2 separate regions of the Pan troglodytes genome follow, and region 2 is linked to region 1. Evidence: chromatin contacts called from public Hi-C data. All regions are on one chromosome and are shown on one strand. The core of a region is the stretch at or near the end of the contact, and the rest is flanking DNA. Distances in the headings are between cores, read along the strand shown.

The links. Hi-C and Micro-C count contacts between places; a contact is called where the count stands out from the background.
Region 2: a Hi-C map of induced pluripotent stem cells shows a contact between it and region 1, with 2.7 times the contacts expected there. The contact joins the promoter of MGLL here to the enhancer-like site in region 1. A contact is called at or near these places in 3 of 7 Hi-C or Micro-C datasets (induced pluripotent stem cells and stem cell-derived neural progenitor cells).

Annotation. Positions count from the first base shown.
Region 1 is chr2:130,919,160-130,921,919 of NHGRI_mPanTro3-v2.0_pri, forward strand. MGLL (monoglyceride lipase) reads right to left here. Exons shown (of 8, transcript XM_003309986.6): 8 at 1-2,691. The coding sequence ends at 2,566. Among named protein-coding and RNA genes, the nearest start is that of ABTB1, 18 kb to the left of the region's middle. Within about 2 kb of position 1,437, at least 2 of the 24 cell types and tissues checked have an H3K27ac peak or open chromatin away from gene starts, as enhancers often do. A contact at or near this core is called in induced pluripotent stem cells, where this site is marked.
Region 2 is chr2:131,051,694-131,054,453 of NHGRI_mPanTro3-v2.0_pri, forward strand. MGLL (monoglyceride lipase) reads right to left here and starts at 1,396. Exons shown (of 8, transcript XM_003309986.6): 1 at 1,086-1,396.

The DNA of each region.
Region 1 (2,760 bases), core at 187-2,686:
GACCTGGCATCCCTTCCAAACCTCAGTTCCTCCAAGCCCCTGCGCTGGTGTGACTCCAGAGCTCAGAATGTCAGCACGGAGCCGTCAGTATCGAGAAGGAACTCAACGCAAGGCTTCACAGCTTTCCAAGGACAGGGACCGGCTCTGGAGTGGCCGTGCGTGAGATGTCAGGCACGCTCACACGCAGGGTCCTGTGTTGGCTCCTGACCCAGCAGGGGGACATGGTGGGCAGATGTACCAGCCCTTCTGGATAACATGACAGTCCCAATTTCAGGAAAGTTTTTATTTTAAATATTGGTGATTCTTTAACCAGGAATGCAAATGCTACTGAAGTGCTGTGTGTGTCTCTGTGAGAGCCTTCATATAAATAAATTCATGCATCTAAAGAGTCCCTGGTCAGGCCGCATGCCGATATTCAATTTGGGGAATGGTGATGCCATCACATGCATCTGGGGGAGGCGGCAGGGAGGCGTAGGGACTTTGTGTGGCCTGCTCTATCACAGCTCCTGGGAGAATTACAGATCTGAGCCCAGGGCATCTCTGGGCTTTTGGAAAGGGTTCCTGCTTTTCCTGAGTTCCCATGGCTGCCCTGCTGCCGGGGCTGACTGAGCAGGCGGGGCTGGCTTTCTCAGTGCATATTTTACATTTTTCTCCTTCAAAGAGAAGCCAGGGAGACAAGCTGGAGCTACAGAAGGTGCTCTGTGGGGACTTGGGCCGGGTCAGCAACCAAGCCCCCACCTGCCCCTTGTGGGGTAAGGGCTTGGCTCCTCCCCCAGGGCACAGAGTGATCTTCAGCAGGGTGACCCGTTCCTGGCTCTCATGGTGTGATCAGGGCTGCTGGAGGGAGGGTGGAGGGGCACACTCTCCAGGAACCAAGGTTAGCCTCCACAACAGGGCCTGGGAGAGCAGTGGCAGTTCCCGCTGCTGGAGGAAGAAGGGCGGGAGCCCCTGAGGCCTAGACTTCATGTTGGGGGTCCTGGTGGGAAGTGGCCTCCTCCTCCGTGGCCCCAGAACCCCTAGATTGCACCTTCTGCGGGGCTTCAACGGTGGCAAAGCCCTGACCAGGGTCATATTTGCACTAAGGAGCCTCCTGAGTTAACAGCAAGTCCCATTTAGAAGGGGAAAGTATTCCCGAGGCGGGTGGTGAACCGCACTTATTGCTGGGAAAAAGTGAGGCCAAGGGCAGGGCTGGGGTGGTATTGGCACCTGAGAAGGGCAGGCTAGGCCCAGGGCCTCGGCTCCGAATGATTGGCTGATGCCAGCCTTGGCCTTGGGTGAGGCCTGTCCTGGCCTGTCCTGCTGTGGCCTGGGGCAGGGCTGGGGGTGCCTCCAGTCCCTGCTCTGGGTCACCGAGTGCTCCATATAGACCTGGACAGGAAGGTCTGGCCTGCTGCTGTGCTGGGCCTCTCTTCTCCTGCCACCAGAGGTAGCTGTGCTGCTAGCACTGACACTCCCAGGGTAGCTCTGGGCCATAGGCAGGCCCAGGCCCAGGCCTAGGGATCATAGCCCCATAGGCTGCCACTGCTCCATGGTCCCTGGTGGACAGGAAGAGCACTGGGCCTTGCCCATAGGAAAGGCCCAGCCAAGTCCCCTCTCGGGGGCTGCTGGCTTAGCTCCTGGAGCACAGAGCCCTCTGGCCCCACCATTGCCGGCCCAACCTGTCCAGTTCTGTACAGTAGCATCAAGCTCTGATTCCCTCAAACTCCCCTTGCTCCCTCCCACCTATCCACCAAAATAGTCTCTGCTTTAAAATATACATTATATATTAGACATTTCATCTTCAATATGATTCTCTCATAGCATCAGGTAAAATTAGTGACTCTAGAGGAAAGGCAGCCTTTGTGAGTACAGGCAGCACTCCGGGGCCAACCTGAGCCTCCCCCTGGCAGGAGGGGAAGGGCAGAGGACAGAGAAGAGCCTTGGTTTCCTGCTCAGTTCTCCTTCTGGGCTAAGCCTCACCTCCCGCCCCTCTGCAAAGCCTGGTCTCAGGCTAACAAGGAGCCCACAAAGTCATGGGTGGCTGCTCATTTTGAGGAAGGGCTGGGCATTTTCTGAGCCTCAGAGGGGCACGTGAGTCTGCCCTGGGGAGCTGGCCCCTATGGAGACAGCAACCACCTCATCACACGGCCAGAGGAAGGCCACCAAGCGGAGGCTGGTCAGAGAGGGCGCTGGGGCGTGAGCGAAGGGTGGGCAGGAAGGAGGCGCCTCCAGTTATTGCAGTCTGGTGTCCTGGGAACACCAGGAATTCCTGGAACCCTTGTGGGAGCTGGGAGAGGCGGGGCAGAGGCTTGGCTTTGTTTTCAGTGGACATTTTAGCACATTCTTTGTGGAAAATCACCTGGGACCTTTCTCTTTTTTTGCATAAAGTGTCTAACCATTAAGGTAGGTCCAGTGTCTGATAGCCTAATGTATAACAAAAATGTCTGTTATTTTTAAGAAAATTGTGCTAAGGATTTCTCCAATTTCTGATTTTTTTTTTTTTTTGCAAGCCATATCTGAGAAGCCATCTCTGCCCTTCCCCTGCCTGCATCCCCCAGACCATGAGCCGGGCACCGGCCAATGCATTCAGGGTGGGGACGCAGTTCCTGCCGTGGCTGTCCTTTGAGAGACCCACATGTTTATTTCATGGAAGACGGAGTTGGTGACTTCAGGAAGCTCCTTGTGGAGAACATGGTAGGCACCTTCATAAATCTGCAATGAGGAGAGACACGGAATCAGAGCTGCACCATCAGAGGCAGGTGCAGGGAGCGGAGACCGTGG
Region 2 (2,760 bases), core at 146-2,645, 130 kb after region 1:
ACCTCTCCAAGACTGAAAAATCCCATTTGTTCTTAAGAAAATTCTCACTTTATTTTTTAAGTGCCTCATTACAGCTTTTCCCCCTTCCCATCTGTGTTTATTTTAAATCATTTCAGGAAACTTCATCTTAAAGACTATTTTAGCTGTAATCAAGTGGAAATTATAGTCAGCTCTATGGGTACAAAGACCCAGCTGCAAGAAGACCCATCTATCTTAAAATCTCCAAGGAACAGTTTCAAGTGGGCACAATAATGAGGTGGATGATACTCAGATTATTCCTCCCATCTGAAATTCCAAGGATACATGACAAACCTGTTTCCATTATGTGCTGGCGTTTGCATTCCACAACCACGACAGCCTGGAGAATCAGAACCAGGCAAATCGGGCTGTTCCCTCATCTGGGCGGCCCCAAGGCAGCAGGAAGGCAGCTCCGAGCCCTCTTCCCGCACCCAGACCCTGCCTTTGGGGCTGGGGCGCTCAGCCGGGAGCCTGCTTCCAGCTCCCACCGGCAGGCTCTCCGGGGCTCCCCTCCCTCCCCAGGGCGGGGAGCGTCGCTGCGATTCTCCACTACTAGTTCATGTCATCACTTTTCCTAAACAAATCGCTAGAGGGGCTCGGAGAAGGGAGGGGCCCGGGAAACTGGGAAACTAGCTCCGCGCACACCGAGGCACCTCGCAGACGCACAAATGCGGGTGCCCAAGGCAAAGTCGCCCCCAAGGCTTCTCACAAACTTTGCTTCCTGTGCGTCTCCGACAGCACAGGACACGTAGCCCCGAAGCTGTCATCGGAAATGCCGCTGGGAAAACCGGGTGGGCTTCGCCGGGTGTCTGCACCGGGGAAGGTGGGGACTAGAAAGATGGAGTTGATGGGGACAAGTTGGTTTGGGGGCTGGTGCGAAAGAGCAGGGAGGGCGCGCGCGCGCGCACACGCGCGCACACTCGGACACGCGCGCACACACCGTGCACACACACACACGCACACATGGGTAGCGGGAGCCCACGCCGGGCGTGTCCGGGACCCCAATGCTGCTCCCCACCCCTGACGGCGGCACTGGCGGGCTGGGGCAGGGGCCGGGAGGCAGTTACCGGGGCCACGAGCGCCGCTGTCGCGTTCCCCGAGCGCAGCGGATCCTCGTTTGCGGCGGGCCAGGGCCGGGACGAGCTGCGCGCGACCAGCTTCGCGGCGACAGGGTGCGGCGTCTGCGCCGCCACTTTATCCCCGGGCCGGCTCGGCGGCGGGGGCGGCCCGAGATGGGTGGGGACGCGCGGGACCCGGCGGGCGGCGGGCGGCGCGGGGAGGCGGCGCCCGGGGCCCACGTGTGCCCGGCCCGCGGGGAGGAGCGGGGGCGCCGCCCGCCGACCCAGCCACGCACTCCTCTCCTCCGCGCCTCGTGGACAGCCGCGCCCCGGGGTGGCCGCCCGAGGACTGTCAGGGAGGCCTGAACTGAGCTGGGTTCATGGGAGCCTCAGCGCGGGAGGACACACCACACCCACGGGCACACGCGCGCACACAGACCCACAGGCACCACACGTACACAGACAACTCGCGCAGGGCCGCACACTCACCACACGTGTACACATGTACACTCCCAAAGTCACTACACTGCACGCAGGGACATACAGACACACATCCCAGAGATACCACATGCATACAGACACACACAGACCACACATGCATGCACACACACAAGCCGAGACATAGGCACAGACAACCCACAGAGACACAGATGTGCACAGACATATGCAGACTATACACCTGGCCCACACATAGACACAGACACACTCACATCATACACACACAGTCGCACACAGACACACTCACACTTCATTGCAGTCAGACACATACAATGCTGGAGGGGCAATTAGCCGGTCGTGGTGGCATGCACCTGTAGTCCCAGCTACTCAGGAGAATCGCTTGAACCCGGGAGGCAGAGGTTGCAGTGAGCCGATACCACACCATTGCACTTCAGCCTGGGTGACAGAGTGAGACTCCATCTCAGGGAAAAAAAATGCTGGAGGGGGTCCACTTGACTCTAGGGTAGTGTAAAAGCAGATGGTGCATGCCTACAAATGCCTTGTCCCTTCCTGGCAATCCCCAGCAACTCTCCCGTTCCCAGCGGCTGTGACCCCCAGATAAAACCTCTGGTGCATCTACACAGGCCAGGGCACAGTCTGAGCTCTGTCCAGTATAACTAGCAACGTGGCCGTGGAGGGTAAGGCCACTGGACTGAGACTCCACACCACCTGGGTTGAACATTAGCTCCTCCACTTGCTCTTTGAGCCTCAGTCTACCTACCTTCAACCTGTGAGTGATATACCTATGCCCCAGTGGAGTGTCCCTGTCTCACACTGACCTCAAGAGGCCTTCCTGTCTTTCTTTCTCCGCAAAAAATTCTACACCATAGCAGCGTTGAGGACTGTGTCTCAGCGTCACACTGTGTGTGTCCAAGGAGGCCCAGGGTGCTACAGAGCCTGTGGTCTAACTTGAGAAATAAAACAACAGCCTTTGAGCAGTGGCTTGAGTTGCAGGCACTGCTGAGCGTGACTTACCCACTGTCTGGCCTCCAGCAGGCCACCAGGCCTGGAGCAGAGGAGTGGCTAAGTGACTTCTGGTCGGGGCAGCTCTACAGAATCCATGCAAGAGAGGTTTAGGGGCGGCAGTCTCAGGGGCAGGAAGCTTGGGGGCTTCACTCAAAGCTGGACATGCTAAGTGCACTGGATTTCCGTTGGTTATAATTCATGGAAAGGAAGGGTGGTCGGG